5 separate regions of the Mus musculus genome follow, and regions 2, 3, 4 and 5 are each linked to region 1. Evidence: chromatin contacts called from public Hi-C, HiChIP or PLAC-seq, Micro-C and promoter capture Hi-C data. All regions are on one chromosome and are shown on one strand. The core of a region is the stretch at or near the end of the contact, and the rest is flanking DNA. Distances in the headings are between cores, read along the strand shown.

Evidence for each region. Promoter capture Hi-C pulls out the DNA fragments that hold promoters and counts their contacts. A called contact is a pair of places that touch in the nucleus more often than the background predicts. HiChIP or PLAC-seq counts read pairs in DNA pulled down with a chosen protein or histone mark.
Region 2: a promoter capture Hi-C map of pre-B cells shows a contact between it and region 1, with 5 times the contacts expected there. The contact joins the enhancer-like site here to the promoter of Car2 in region 1. A contact is called at or near these places in 17 of 39 promoter capture datasets (the 3T3-L1 cell line, 3T3-L1-derived adipocytes, the C10 cell line and 12 more), 2 of 15 datasets of contacts at CTCF or cohesin (CD8 T cells and pro-B cells), 12 of 484 Hi-C or Micro-C datasets (the 63-12 cell line, B cells, the C10 cell line and 8 more), 16 of 115 datasets of contacts at active chromatin or transcription factors (the 230-238 cell line, CD8 T cells, bone marrow-derived macrophages and 8 more) and 1 of 9 other capture datasets (liver).
Region 3: a contact with region 1 is called in a Micro-C map of embryonic stem cells, with 5 times the contacts expected there. The contact joins the promoter of Car13 here to the promoter of Car2 in region 1. A contact is called at or near these places in 7 of 39 promoter capture datasets (the C10 cell line, cranial neural crest, liver and 3 more), 1 of 15 datasets of contacts at CTCF or cohesin (large pre-B cells), 2 of 484 Hi-C or Micro-C datasets (B cells and embryonic stem cells), 3 of 115 datasets of contacts at active chromatin or transcription factors (the 230-238 cell line, bone marrow-derived macrophages and embryonic stem cells) and 2 of 9 other capture datasets (adipose tissue and liver).
Region 4: a contact with region 1 is called in an H3K27ac HiChIP or PLAC-seq map of extraembryonic endoderm stem cells, with 4 times the contacts expected there. The contact joins the enhancer-like site here to the promoter of Car2 in region 1. A contact is called at or near these places in 22 of 39 promoter capture datasets (the 3T3-L1 cell line, 3T3-L1-derived adipocytes, the C10 cell line and 14 more), 1 of 15 datasets of contacts at CTCF or cohesin (pro-B cells), 17 of 484 Hi-C or Micro-C datasets (the 63-12 cell line, B cells, the C10 cell line and 12 more), 22 of 115 datasets of contacts at active chromatin or transcription factors (the 230-238 cell line, bone marrow-derived macrophages, cardiomyocytes and 10 more) and 2 of 9 other capture datasets (embryonic stem cells and liver).
Region 5: a contact with region 1 is called in a Hi-C map of ventral hippocampal neurons, with 2.4 times the contacts expected there. The contact joins the enhancer-like site here to the promoter of Car2 in region 1. A contact is called at or near these places in 11 of 39 promoter capture datasets (the 3T3-L1 cell line, 3T3-L1-derived adipocytes, the C10 cell line and 6 more), 37 of 484 Hi-C or Micro-C datasets (the AML12 cell line, the C2C12 cell line, CD8 T cells and 15 more), 16 of 115 datasets of contacts at active chromatin or transcription factors (the 230-238 cell line, bone marrow-derived macrophages, differentiating embryonic stem cells and 6 more) and 2 of 9 other capture datasets (adipose tissue and embryonic stem cells).

What each region holds. Positions count from the first base shown.
Region 1 is chr3:14,884,986-14,887,616 of GRCm38.p6, reverse strand. It overlaps Car2 (carbonic anhydrase 2), which reads right to left and starts at 1,329. Exons shown (of 7, transcript NM_009801.5): 1 at 831-1,329. The coding sequence starts at 864.
Region 2 is chr3:15,131,021-15,133,651 of GRCm38.p6, reverse strand. No RefSeq gene overlaps it. Among named protein-coding and RNA genes, the nearest start is that of Gm33819, 25 kb to the left of the region's middle. Within about 2 kb of position 1,306, at least 18 of the 459 cell types and tissues checked have an H3K27ac peak or open chromatin away from gene starts, as enhancers often do. A contact at or near this core is called in the 230-238 cell line, the 63-12 cell line, the HPC-7 cell line and 5 more, where this site is marked.
Region 3 is chr3:14,640,444-14,643,074 of GRCm38.p6, reverse strand. It overlaps Car13 (carbonic anhydrase 13), which reads right to left and starts at 1,348. Exons shown (of 7, transcript NM_024495.5): 1 at 1,230-1,348. The coding sequence starts at 1,266.
Region 4 is chr3:15,111,370-15,114,000 of GRCm38.p6, reverse strand. No RefSeq gene overlaps it. Among named protein-coding and RNA genes, the nearest start is that of Gm33819, 45 kb to the left of the region's middle. Within about 2 kb of position 1,325, at least 26 of the 459 cell types and tissues checked have an H3K27ac peak or open chromatin away from gene starts, as enhancers often do. A contact at or near this core is called in cortical glia and extraembryonic endoderm stem cells, where this site is marked.
Region 5 is chr3:15,015,517-15,018,147 of GRCm38.p6, reverse strand. No RefSeq gene overlaps it. Among named protein-coding and RNA genes, the nearest start is that of Gm42000, 39 kb to the left of the region's middle. Within about 2 kb of position 1,342, at least 10 of the 459 cell types and tissues checked have an H3K27ac peak or open chromatin away from gene starts, as enhancers often do. A contact at or near this core is called in ventral hippocampal neurons, where this site is marked.

The sequences.
Region 1 (2,631 bases), core at 80-2,579:
TCAATATACATCTATTTCTTAACATTGTCAGACAAGCGTTAGCAATTTTGAGATCTTTTCACTCAAATTCGGTGACTAATACTAGACAGAACTACTGAAAACAGAGTGGTCTGACTGGGGATATAAGCCCTCTTGTGACTGAGTTTGGAACATAGATTCTAAGGCATTATAACAGGTCTGAGAACCTCGTGCTGCCACACTAGGTGACAGTAAAGACCGTATAGACCAAAACTCAGGCTCAGGCCCCTCCTTTAGAACTATCTTTGCTGGGAAGTTCACACAACCACAAGCCAGTGCACCTTCTTTTCCCCTCAGATGGCGTCATATACCAAGGCCTTTGATCTGGAAGACGTCTAGGTATCTGCGATTGACCTTCTAACACTAGAAGTTGAAAGATGCATGGAAAACTCGCAATTAGACCCAAACGGGCTCCAGAAGATGCCACAACAAAGTGCGCTGGGAATCTTAGCCACAGTGCAGCAGATACAGACGTGAAGGGGACAAGTGTTTCCCCTTAACCTTTCTGCTACACACAAGTAAAATGTTAGTTACAACCCTTGCTCGATTCTGCCTAGGTTAGCCTTGGGTGACCGGCTGTGGTCCCGATAGGTATTGTCGTCGGGTGTTGCGTTGGGTTATCCCTCCCAACCCCTGTGCGCGGCCAAGCAAGTTTGAGATCAGATCCTAGAGAGCGCTCTGAGTCGGGCGCCAGGGACGTACCAGAGCGGAGACCCGGCATCCAAGCTGCGCTCCGGGATCTGCGGAGCGAGGCAGGTGCCTGAGCCGAGACCCGGAGCGCGCGGCCCGGAGCGCGCGGCCTCCCCACTCACCGTTGTGCTTGCTGTATCCCCAGTGGTGGGACATGGTCACGCCGGTGATTGGGGCAGAGCAGAAGTTGTCGTCCGTCTAGCGGTCCTGCAGTGTGTGTCGCGGGTCGCACCGTCCGGCTTTTATAGGCTCCCGCCAACTTGGTGCTCTGGGCGGCCCAGGGGAGGGACCGAGTGGACCTGAGCAAGGGGAGGAGACCGTGGAGGTGGCGGACGGAGGTGACAGGCAGAGGTGACAGGCGGAGGCCTCGGTGTTCGAGGGCCCCCGCACCTTGCTTGGGGCGGGGCGCCCTCCGGCTGCTCTCCGCTTCTGCGTCCGACCCGCTCTGCAGCAGCTGCGCGCTCTCCAGCTCGCCCCGGCGCTGCGCAGCCTCGCGGGCCGGCGCCCCTACTCCCCAGCCCCATTGTGAGCACCGACCTGGTCACCCGCCCGCACAGCGGGGCTCCGCTTCCCAGAGCTGGCGGGCCAGCCGGCCACCCGGCCGCGGCCCGCACGCACGCGGCTGCGGAGTTTGACCTTGGGCGGGGAGCGTCCTAGAGGCTCCGGGAGCGGGGATCCTGGAGCCGGGAGCGGGAAGCGGGGGGGCCCCCTGCTGCCGGGCTGCGGGAAGACGACCCGGCTTTGCCGCCAGGGCGCCCTCCAGCTTCCCGCTTGCTCCACAAATTAACCCTAGGCACCGAACTGTTGATGTAACATAACCAACAATTCTCAAAAATCGCTTTGCTTTTTGGAATTGGATTTTAAAAATGTCTTCCAAGGAGATGAGAACTTCCCCTTCCTGGCAAAGGAATTTGTATTTGACAAGCCGAAACCAACCCCCCCCCCCCAAAACAAAACAAAACAAAAAACACAAAACTTAAAAAATAGAAAAGAAAGGTAGCTGTATGGCTTCCCAGGGACCGTGGGTGTCCCGGGGACACACCTTTCAATGTTCTTTTTGTGTATTTTTATTTAAACATTTCTCTTCACCTAACACTTTTTTTCTTATTTGACTTTGAGAACAATTTTTTTGTATTGAATCTATTGTGGACCTGAGGCCATATTATTTAGAATTCAAATTGAGAAGGGTACAGTTTTTTTGTGTTTCTATGGAGGCACCTAGACATCACATTACCTATATATTAGAATCTATGTGTAAGTATAATGAAAAATATCTGACTACATTTTAAGTGTTCTCAGACTCATCATGTGCCTTTATTTCACCCAGTGCCACACAAAGATGATGCACATGTAGATCTCCTTGTTCTTATACTAAGACTCAGAAAATTATGGTCTTCTCTATACAAGACTCTTCAGGTTGATGTCAAAAGAAATTTTTGATGAAGAATGTTTTATAGGACCATTACAAAGTGCAATTCACAAATAGTCCCTTGCATCTGTGACACTAGAGATGCACAATTTGCTAGGGGTTTCCCATTTCCTGTTCCATTACTACCGTGCGTGGAATAAGAACAGATTTTGATGAAGTGCTTCTCAAGGCTTCAGACCCCACCAATTCTGGTTGCAGCTACGGGAATCCTCATCCTGTCTGGTACGTTTTAGTGGGAGCCAGGCTCCTGCTAGGGAGTCTCCTTGCCCACCTTTGGACAGTCAAGAGAGCATCAGGTATTATATCTCATATTCATTTTCTTTTCAAATTACAGAGGCTGTAGGCATTTTCTTTCTGTCAGGTCTTCATGATGGAGATGACTTCATAGTATCATGTGGATCAGTCACTGTCTAGCTCTGCTGTACTGGGGACATTCCTCCCAGGCAGTCATTCACTGGCTGCCAGATAGTAACACTGGGCTTGTAAAAATAAAA
Region 2 (2,631 bases), core at 57-2,556, 250 kb before region 1:
CTGAACCACCAACCAAAGAGCATGAATGGACTAGGCAAAGGCCCCCTACACATATATAGCAGATGTACAGCTTGTGGGTCCCTAATAATCAGAGTGGGGGCTGTCTCTGACTCTATTGCCTGTCTCTGGATCCCCTTCCCCTATCTGGGCTGCCTTTTTCTGGTCTCAGTGGTGCTCTTAGCCCTGCTGTAATTTGATGTGTCAAGGGTGGGTTGATACCCATAGCGGCCTCCCTTTCTACCCAGACGGATATGGGGGAGGGGAGTGTGAGGGGGGACTTGGAGGAGAGAAGAAGGGGTTTGCAATCAGGATATAATGTGAGTAAATGAATAATTAATGGAAAACTTTTGTACTCTTACCTAGTTTTATAGACTAGGAGAATTTTCTATTATGTTTCCCAGTGTGGCCTGTGAACTGTGCCCAGCACGGTGGTCTGGTTGTGCCTTTACTGGGAATTTAAAAAAAAGTGTGGAAGGAGTTACAGAGACAAAGTTTGGAGCTGAGACAAAAGGATGGACCATCTAGAGACTGCCATATCCAGGGATCCATCCCATAATCAGCCTCCAAACGATGACACCATTGCATACACTAGCAAGATTTTATCGAAAGGACCCTGATATAGCTGTCTCTAGTGAGACTACGCCGGTGCCTAGCAAACACGTAAGTGGATGCTCACAGTCAGCTATTGGATGGATCACAGGGCCCCCAATGGAGGAGCTAGAGAAAGTATCCAAGGAGCTAAAGAGATCTGCAACTCTGTAGGTGCAACAACATTATGAACTAACAAGTACCCGGGAGCTCTTGACTCTAGCTGCATATGTATCAGAAGATGACCTAGTCGGCCTCACTGGAAAGAGAGGCCCATTGGACTTGCAAACTTTATATGCCCCAGTACAGGGGAACGCCAGGACCAAAAAGTGGGAATGGGTAGGGGAGTGGGGGGGGGAGGGTATGGGGGACTTTTGGGATAGCATTGGAAATGTAATTGATGAAAATACGTAATAAAAAATATTTAAATTAAAAAAAAAGTGTGGCCTTGGGAAATTTGTAAACCCTTTACAGTATAAATTTTTCTATGTTTTTTTTTTTGTTTCTATTTCAAATCAAGCCCTATGCATTGTTTTCTCCCTCCCTCTCTTCTCTCCCTCCCCCCCTCTCTGTGTACATATGTAATATGGAGGATCTTGGTTCTGCACATCCCTGCAGCTGGTATTCATCTGACCTGATTAGCATAAAGTTAGTCAGTATATAAAGTCAGTGTTCAGTGTCCTGTGTCTCTCATGACTGCCTGCCTGAACATTTTTTTTAACTTGGTTTATTTATATCTCCAGTTCGTTGCAAATCTTCAAGCAGCAGACATATCACTGTTTACACGTCTGTTCCGCTTGAGTTGCATTGGGTTATCCGGTGTTTGGTTAAAGATTCAAAATTCAAAGGCGTAGAGAGTGCAAGCAAAGACAATTCCCTTACCCTAATGTCTTTTCCTGTTAGAATAGCACTTAATTTGTGCATTCTTTTTCTGTACTCTTCTTCCTGGGTTTACTTAAAAGAATTTGCAGAAAATAACTTAGGGGAGAGACAGACTGAGAATTCAACCAGTCTATTCAATAGAAAGTCATTAATAGCAAAATATTAAAGAATGTGTTTTTTCACATAATAATAAAATAGCCAACATATTTATGGGCTCAAATTATGTTTGATTTATTTGTTTTTTGGTAGGGGGTTGTTTTATTTCATAATCCATATGCCTTAACCTTTTTTATCCTATTCATGGTTTTACAGAAATGTAACAAGAAAACATATTTAACAGTATTTACAGAGAGGCCACATTATAACTGTGATCATCATTCACAAGCTAAATTGTTCCTAATTTGCCTGATAACTTGGGGTCATTATCCAGTCATCAGAGCTGTGCAATAACTTCTTCTTTTGAAAGAAATGATGCTTGAACTGATGGAAGAAAACCTGAATGAAGCAGCAGCATCAATCTTTCCCCTTAGAAGAGTGCTGTGTGACCAATATGCCATCTCATGTTTACTTGTGCATGTTTTCAGCAGACATACTGAAAATTGCACCATGTACAAAAGCTGTATTTGTTAGATTTTGTGTAGTTTGATAAAATTTAGCCTATTTTTGTATCTATGGAACACTATTTTAGCAGTGTCGCTATTTTGATATATGCCTCTTAAAGGAATTAAAATTATATGAACATGGATGGTTCACATTCAATTTTATTCATTTTCTTTACCAATTTGACATTTGGGTAAGTTGAAAATGGGCTAGAATGACCATAGACATTTTAAAATAACCAAAAAGCTTATTTACCTCTATTTACCTAAGATCTTATGTTATTTCACTGTCCAACTAGACCTCTTTGCAATCTATAGTTTGGTTTTATTTTTCTAAATTCTGTGATATATTCCTTTGATCATCACATAGCAAACAGCTTATATCCACATATAAGTTCTGAAACAAAACAAGAGTATTTAGACAACAGTCATGCTATTTATGATATTTATGACCTTGGTGTGTATTAGTATATGTACTACTAAGTAAACAATTCCAAGAAAAATGTATTTGCCTCAACAACCCTGTGTGACATTGGACTCAGCTCCTGGGGAGTTGGGTGTA
Region 3 (2,631 bases), core at 99-2,598, 240 kb after region 1:
ATATTTTTTTAAAAAAAGAATAAATCTTTTTTAAGATTTAAAAAATGAACAAGATGTAAAACAACTCCTCATTATAATGCCCTTTCTAAGTTGAAATTTTAAATTTTCTGGAGAATTTTATTGAAACCAATACTTATTCGGGTACCTATTCGGGTACAATCAGTACCTACTGGCTAACACAACCTTCTCCCTAACCACAGAGAGGGTACCACTACTGGCACCTAATAACTGCCAAATAACAACAAACAAAATGATTTCAGAGACAAAACTGAAATGTGTAAAGATTGTCTTTCAAACACACAAATTAGAAGGTAATGAAACATAAGATTGCTATTTTGGCTTAAGAAATTCATCTAAATTATAAATGTCATTCATAAAAATCTAAACTTCATCTGATGTCATTTTAAAAATAACATTAATGTCATCACGACCTCAAATAAGCTGCAATAAGAAACGAGTTTTTTTTTTCCATCCAAGAAAAGAGGATGACCACAAGTTCTGCCCAGACTAAGCTACAGAGTAAGATTCGTCTCAAAACACAAAAAGGGGGAAAATAAAATAAAAGAAGGGAAAACTTTCCGTAAACTTTCATTAAATGTACTATAGAATATTATCCAATAACGTATATGCTAATTTAAGTTTTTGATATTATTATCCACAAACTCCATTTTGAAGACTATCAGTGCTTTCCCAGTTTTTCTTTGCAATTCTTTTGAGTAATTAATTGAAGCAATCAGTTCAAACGATGAACAAGAAGAATGTCTTATCCCTAATACACTTAGGCGATGAAGAAAAGTTGCCATGCTTATCAATAAATATATTTAACACCATATTATAATTTCTATAATCGTTTGCTAAACCTTGGTCTCTGAAAGGATGGGTACGGTAGGAAAGTAAGACTGAAGAACAAGCCCCAAGTTAACTTCAAGTCAGTATGCAAATTACAAGTTACCAAGATTGCTTCAACAGCGCCTGGAAGGCGTCCCGTGACTTAGTGATCTGGGAGCTCTCGCGGCTCAGTTGTCCTTGTTTCCTTACAAATGTGTCATCTGACTTCTGACCTCTTAAGCTTTCTCGGGACAGCAGTGAGCTTTTCCAGTGAAGTTGAATGAATGCCGCCGTCCACTCTGGAGAGAGCCGGCGGGGACCAGGCCCTGACCCCCAACCCCCCCACGGGGCTCAGAGCTCCCTCAAGCCCCCATCAGCCCCCTCTGGAAGCCCGCGCTCACCGTTGTGCTCGCCGTACCCCCAGCTCAGCCTCGCCATGGTCCTCGATGGAGAGCCTGTGGCAGGGACACTGTGGACCTGTGGCAGGGCGCCCGCGCCAAGGAGCTGGGCGGGCCTGGGTGGAGGGCGGGGCCGCCCGCACCCCGAACCCGGGAACCCGAAACCCGAGGGCACGGTCGTCACCCGCAGGGGGCGCCCGAGTGGGGAAAGGGATCTGTGCTCAGCAGCCAGAAAGGTTTCCAATGGGGATTTCCTGCCTTCTGAGAAGTCCACCCCAGAAAAAGCCCTTCTGGAAATGACTCACCCAGGCAGGAGCTGCTGCTGGAGTTGGAGATCTTGTCTGGGAAATGCAGGGGACCTTGATGGAGGTGGCAGTGGTGATTACACATGCACATACATCAATGCCGATAGCTGTAATAACCACCACTTAAAATAAGAACTACTAGTTAGGAAGTGCTCACCTCCCCGGGCCAGCCCTCCCTTCCCCGACAGCTCCAGCCTTTCCATCTGCATAACTCACTTCTCTGATTCCTTTTTGCTTACTCCAGCATCTTGCAGACTTGGCCCTGCATAGAAGAAGCCAAACTTACTGGATTCTTGGTTCTTAACTCTTACTGCCATTCTGACTGTGCAAGAAGGAAGGAGTTGAGAAGAGAAGTGTGTGCGCTCCTACAGAACAGTAGAAACTCACCTTCGAAGACTGTTCTAGATATATGCCCAGGAGAGGTATTGCTGGATCCTCCGGTAGTACTATATCCAGTTTTCTGAGGAACCGCCAGACTGATTTCCAGAGTGGTTGTACAAGCCTGCAATCCCACCAACAATGGAGGAGTGTTCCTCTTTCTCCACATCCACGCCAGCATCTGCTGTCACCTGAATTTTTGATCTTAGCCATTCTGACTGGTGTGAGGTGGAATCTCAGGGTTGTTTTGATTTGCATTTCCCTGATGATTAAGGATGTTGAACATTTTTTCAGGTGCTTCTCTGCCATTCGGTATTCCTCAGGTGAGAATTCTTTGTTCAGTTCTGAGCCCCATTTTTTAATGGGGTTATTTGATTTTCTGAAGTCCACCTTCTTGAGTTCTTTATATATGTTGGATATTAGTCCCCTATCTGATTTAGGATAGGTAAAGATCCTTTCCCAATCTGTTGGTGGTCTTTTTGTCTTATTGACGGTGTCTTTTGCCTTGCAGAAACTTTGGAGTTTCATTAGGTCCCATTTGTCAATTCTCGATCTTACAGAGCAAGCCATTGCTGTTCTGTTCAGGAATTTTTCCCCTGTACCCATATCTTCAAGGCTTTTCCCCACTTTCTCCTCTATAAGTTTCAGTGTCTCTGGTTTTATGTGAAGTTCCTTGATCCATTTAGATTTGACCTTAGTACAAGGAGATAAGTATGGATCGA
Region 4 (2,631 bases), core at 76-2,575, 230 kb before region 1:
GTTTAATTTGAGAAACAGGATAAATAAGGTCTCAAAATATATCCTAAAAATTCTAGCCTACGTTCCAAATTAGAAGCACAGATTGAGTTAATTTGATTTTAAAAATAGATTTCAGAGCGATCAAGCCACTTATACACAATAAATAAACTATTATGTAATCTGAGAATTGAAATGTTGATTCTATGTTTTGTTCAAAGAGGATTTAGCATGGCACCCAACCATAGTTCATTCTGATTCTTTCACCTGTACTCTTAATTTTGAAAAATACTAAATTTCAAGTCTGAATGCAGACTTAAAGCCTTTAAATATTTCATTGAGATTAAAAGTTTAAATAGAAATACTACTATAAAAAGAAGTTTTCAAGATGAACATTCTTTTCACAAAAGGGTCTCTTGGTAATTACACTGTGGACATTTAAACACAGTAATTACAGTTTTCAAATGACCAGAAGTCATTACTCAAAAGCTTCTTCACCACTCAATTACTGGGTCATGAGTTTCTCTTGCGAGCCTGCACTACTCTGGCATGATTCAACTTTTGTTTGGGATGGGGGTGGGGAATAGATTCTGTTTTGTGTCAGCAGCAGCATCAAGGGGGAAAAAAAAAGGAAAGAAAAGAAAAGAAAAAAAAGACACTCTCTTTTGTGGACTCTAGAAGGGTGGGAGTGGAGGCCTCGCATTCTTTTTGTGAAATCAAGCAGGTGAGCTACTTGTGTCCGAAAAAGTGCATTTCCTGACCATTTCTTAAGGTATTATACCTATTATCACAAGACTTAAACCTATTATAAGGACTGCGCTCTGTTTTGTAATCTGGACATCATACACTGGGGTTGACTCTAAAGTTAACCGCCTTTTAAAGAGAAAGAAAGTATTTAATACCAATTCTTGTGTCATGAAAGCCACAAAACAAGTGCACTGGGATGTTAACAATACCTTATGAAAAGACCATGAACGTTCTAATCGCAGTTGTGAGACTGGTGAGCAAAAGGCAGATAATGGAGGAATGAACTGAGAGAACAGTGGGAGAAGAAGCCTTTGGTTGATGGCCCCGGAAAGGCAGCAAAAATTCAAGGAGTGGTTTCTAAATTTCTATGAAGTCAGTGTCTGCTCACCAATGGAAAAGTTTGGAACTGTTATTTTCAGCAAATCTTTCCAGACTCCCTGATATATCCTAAGATCACCTGGTGAGAACATAAAACTTCCATTCCTTACTTCCTTAATTAAAATGGAACCCAAAGAATGAGACTCCCTTTGGAATGAGCACTCACTGAGAGCTTAAGAAGGAGGTGGAACATAGCAGAAGAATTTACAGGTCTCATAGACCAGAGATGACCAGCTGCCGTCAGTCACGTTAGCCTGTGCTATGTCATCAACACAGGCTCTGTTCCAAACTTAAAACATCCCCAAGCCTGACAGAAAGGCAAACCAAGCCAATGATCTACAAACAGTTTTAGGGTTTTATGTGACTTTAAAACCCAGTGTTAGTGAAAAGAGATTGTTAACAGGTTACAATTTTTTATTGTTTCTCCAAATAGAAAGCACAAAGGATTGCTTGTCTTTTGTTCTGTTGGTGTTGCTGGACTCTGGTCTTTGCTCTATTGTTAATCTTAGTCACTAGACTTTCCATATCTAGTTACAAAAGCTCCAAGCAGCCTGTGTACAAACCAAACAAAGGGCAGAGAGGACAAAAGTTCACCCAGGAGACAGGATCAGAGCTCCAACAGAATACAGAAGTTTTTTTTCATTTTGATGGGAAAAAATCTCACAGGACAGATGACAGTCATTGTTTGCACTGTCATGAGGACAGATAGGGATATTTACAGCTTAAAATTCTTCCATTCATTTCTCCTCATAATCATCCAATCAGATCATTCAGTTCAAAGCAGAAAGATTTTACTTGGTCATGTGTGAAAGCATCATCTGATTCCCAGTAGAACTTAATACATTTGAAACATTTCCTTCCTAGTTACCATTTAATAATAAATATTAATTCATTAAATTAATAAAGTAAAACAATACTTAGATAAACATTAAAGTAATTTCATATATTAACATTGATATTAATATGGCAAGATATCTATTTTTAATAATGTAAAAAGATTACATACAGGAGTTCTAAGCAAGAGTTGGAGAGCTCTAAACAGGCTCAGTTTGGTATGGTAAGTAGCTTAAACTCTCTTCATTGTTCTTTTTGGGTAAATAATAATAAACATTCCTGTTTCAAACATGGCTTCAAGTGCATGAGGCAGCACATTTTAGAAATCATGAACATGTTAGTGTAAAGTTAGATTTGCCTGTTTCAACTGTGACTCTCCTACTTCATTAATGTATTTTTACTGTCATTTCTCAAGTATGTTTTACTGTCAACTTCCATGCAAATTGAATGATCAATAGGAAACCAAGCCATGGCTTACATTGAGTCATTCGTCCATGATTGCTGTAATTCTCATATAAAACACTTTCTAGCATCTACTTTTGTCAGGTCCCTGCTAGGATATGAAGAACAGAAAGAAATAAATCATTTTCTTTAGCTCTAGGACTTCAGGAGTATTTCCAACATTTTACTGATAGAAATAATCATATTGGTAGCTAATATGACATGTACTATATGCTTTATATGTGCCTATAGATT
Region 5 (2,631 bases), core at 93-2,592, 130 kb before region 1:
CTGAAGATAGGTGAACTGCATAGGTTCAGTTAGGAGGGAGGAGCCTCATGAACACCTATGCAGTCTCAACATTCACATCCCACGGTACAGTGGCTCACCATGCACAGAGCTAAGCTGGACATTCACATTCTAGGATACTGCAATTCACCATGCACACAGCTAGACTGGACTCTCACAGCCTAGGGTACAACGGCTCACCATGCCACAGTGTAAGGCTAGGAGAACTTAAGCAGTTATTATGTAAAACTGAGTCAGTCACTTAACATCTGTCTGCCTGTTTTGTCATCTACCAAATAGGAACAATACGAGTATTTATTTCATAATATTAAAAAGAGAATAAAAATTAAAAGGGGTAGTACATTCTTAGTATGCAACAAACATTGACCCTTCAATAATAGTCTCGCTTGTAAACACATAAAGATAGAACCTTGTATTTATTAACAGCAATACTATTGAGATAGATAGGATACACACTGCATGTCTATTGCTGTCCAGCTTACTTTAAACCTTCATTTAAATTGTGTTTTCTGACTACAAATGTACTATTCTTTAAAATGAAACTGCTTACCCAGGTCAGCAAAATGTCCCCCTAGTTGTCCTCTGACCACTACACATGCACTATGACATTTTGGTATGTGTGTGTGGGCACACACAAACACACGCACACACTCATGAGTGTAACAAATCTTAAATGAAAATATTTATAATGTCATCTTACAAGCTTTGTGAAGTTTAAATTCAATAACTGATCTGACAGAATATTCTACATTATTAATACTCAATAATAACTATTAGTTTTTATAATGAAAGTTGGCATAACTTCAAGGAATTTATAATCTGGAGAGAGAACAAATAATTACAACATGCAGGATAGGCTAACAGGCATCAGTACAGTACCTAAATGGAATGTGAGATGCTTCTGTGTGTCTTTAGGAAACATCAATTAATTGATAACAGTCAAATATACTCATTCCAGTGTACTATACTACACTCACATGATCAGCTGACTGGAATAACAAATATTGACAAAGAAGTGGAACCCCACTAGAGAAAATAAACATCTTCTTAATAGGGTGCCTTTGTTTTGATTATAAATGCCTCAAAGACTTTCATTTACTCCAGGTCTCTTCAGAACTTCGGAACTGTGGAAATAACAGTGAATTTGGCTCTTACATTATTAAGAGGGAAAATATGCTTAATTAGGAATGAAAATCACAGCACACCCCTCCCTGTGACTAAGCTATTTTCACAGCTTGCTTTATAGCCCTTCCACCAGCACCTGGTGCTTCTCTGTGCATTTTGCACTCTGGAGATCACTGCCACTGTCTCAGCTGACTCTAAATGGGTTGTCTGCACCCAAGAGTTCTATGCAGTTGCCTCCCACACATCAAACCCATCTGCCTACCTTGTTCCTTTTGTTCTTGCCATCATTTCCTATGATAATACTGAAAAAAAAATTACACATAAGATTTCTACTTTGCATGACTACTGTTGGGAAATTTGGGTTATAAATTAGGAGGTTTAAACCAGAGTCATCAGAGTTTGATGTTACCAAATGTTTGTCTATATCCTGCTCCTGTAGCCCATCACTATCACTGAATAAAATAAAAATCAATATTGCTACTTAAGGCAGGCTGAGAATTTTAGAACACTGAGCTCCTGAACACACACACACACACACACACACACACACACACACACACACACACAAATAAACAACAACAATAACAAAAACCCTATTCTTGATTTTCCTATTCTTCTGCATTTTCTGTTGGGGTACACTTTGTGCAATTGTGTCTCTGTCCTTCCTCGCCTACCTAAGGCATTCTATGTTTTGGCTTTAGTGAAATTCTGATGGCCAATATGCTGGGCAGGAAATTGGATTTGGGACTTCCTGGGAGGAAAAAAGGAATGCTGGGAAGAAGAAGGACAAAAGCTCTATTGCCAGGAGACATGGGAAGAGATGGATGTGATCACAGGCATGGAAGGTAAGGCTACCCACGTGGCTGTCTGGGCCTAGGTGGCTGAATTAACTTAGATGAGCTAGTTGAGACTCTGTTCAGCTAAGGGCTAAGGCTTTGAAATATTAAAAGGTCTCTGTGTGGATATTTGGTAGAACGCTGGTTAAGGAATAATTGCCACCAAATTAATTTTCAGTATTAATTAATATATACAGAGTATTAATCATTTTAATTTATATTTTTCTTCAAATGTCTTGATGTTTTCAAATCAGGCTTGTTTCACAGTATTCCCCCCTTAATCTATCATTCTCTTTAAATGGAGAGGAATTAAATAGCTAAAGTTACTGTTCTTGTGAGTGATAAGACACAGTTTCCTCTGAAAGATAGCAATTTACTTTAAAGGTCTTACAATCTGGAAACATTCAGAGTTAAAGGATAGCCTCTGCGGGGAATAAGGTTGGAGATCCCAAAGAACAATAGCCTTCCTTTGTAAAGAACTTAACATTCATCAATTTGAGGCCACTCATGAATTGAGATCTTAAGAATACAGTTACTCTTAGGTAACAGTGGACAGCAAAGCAACTGCATAGTGGTGATATCACTTGGTTGGGGTGTAATTCCACTCCTTTGCTTTCAAAGTCAGGGTGCATTTAGTAAGGTAAGCAAGTAT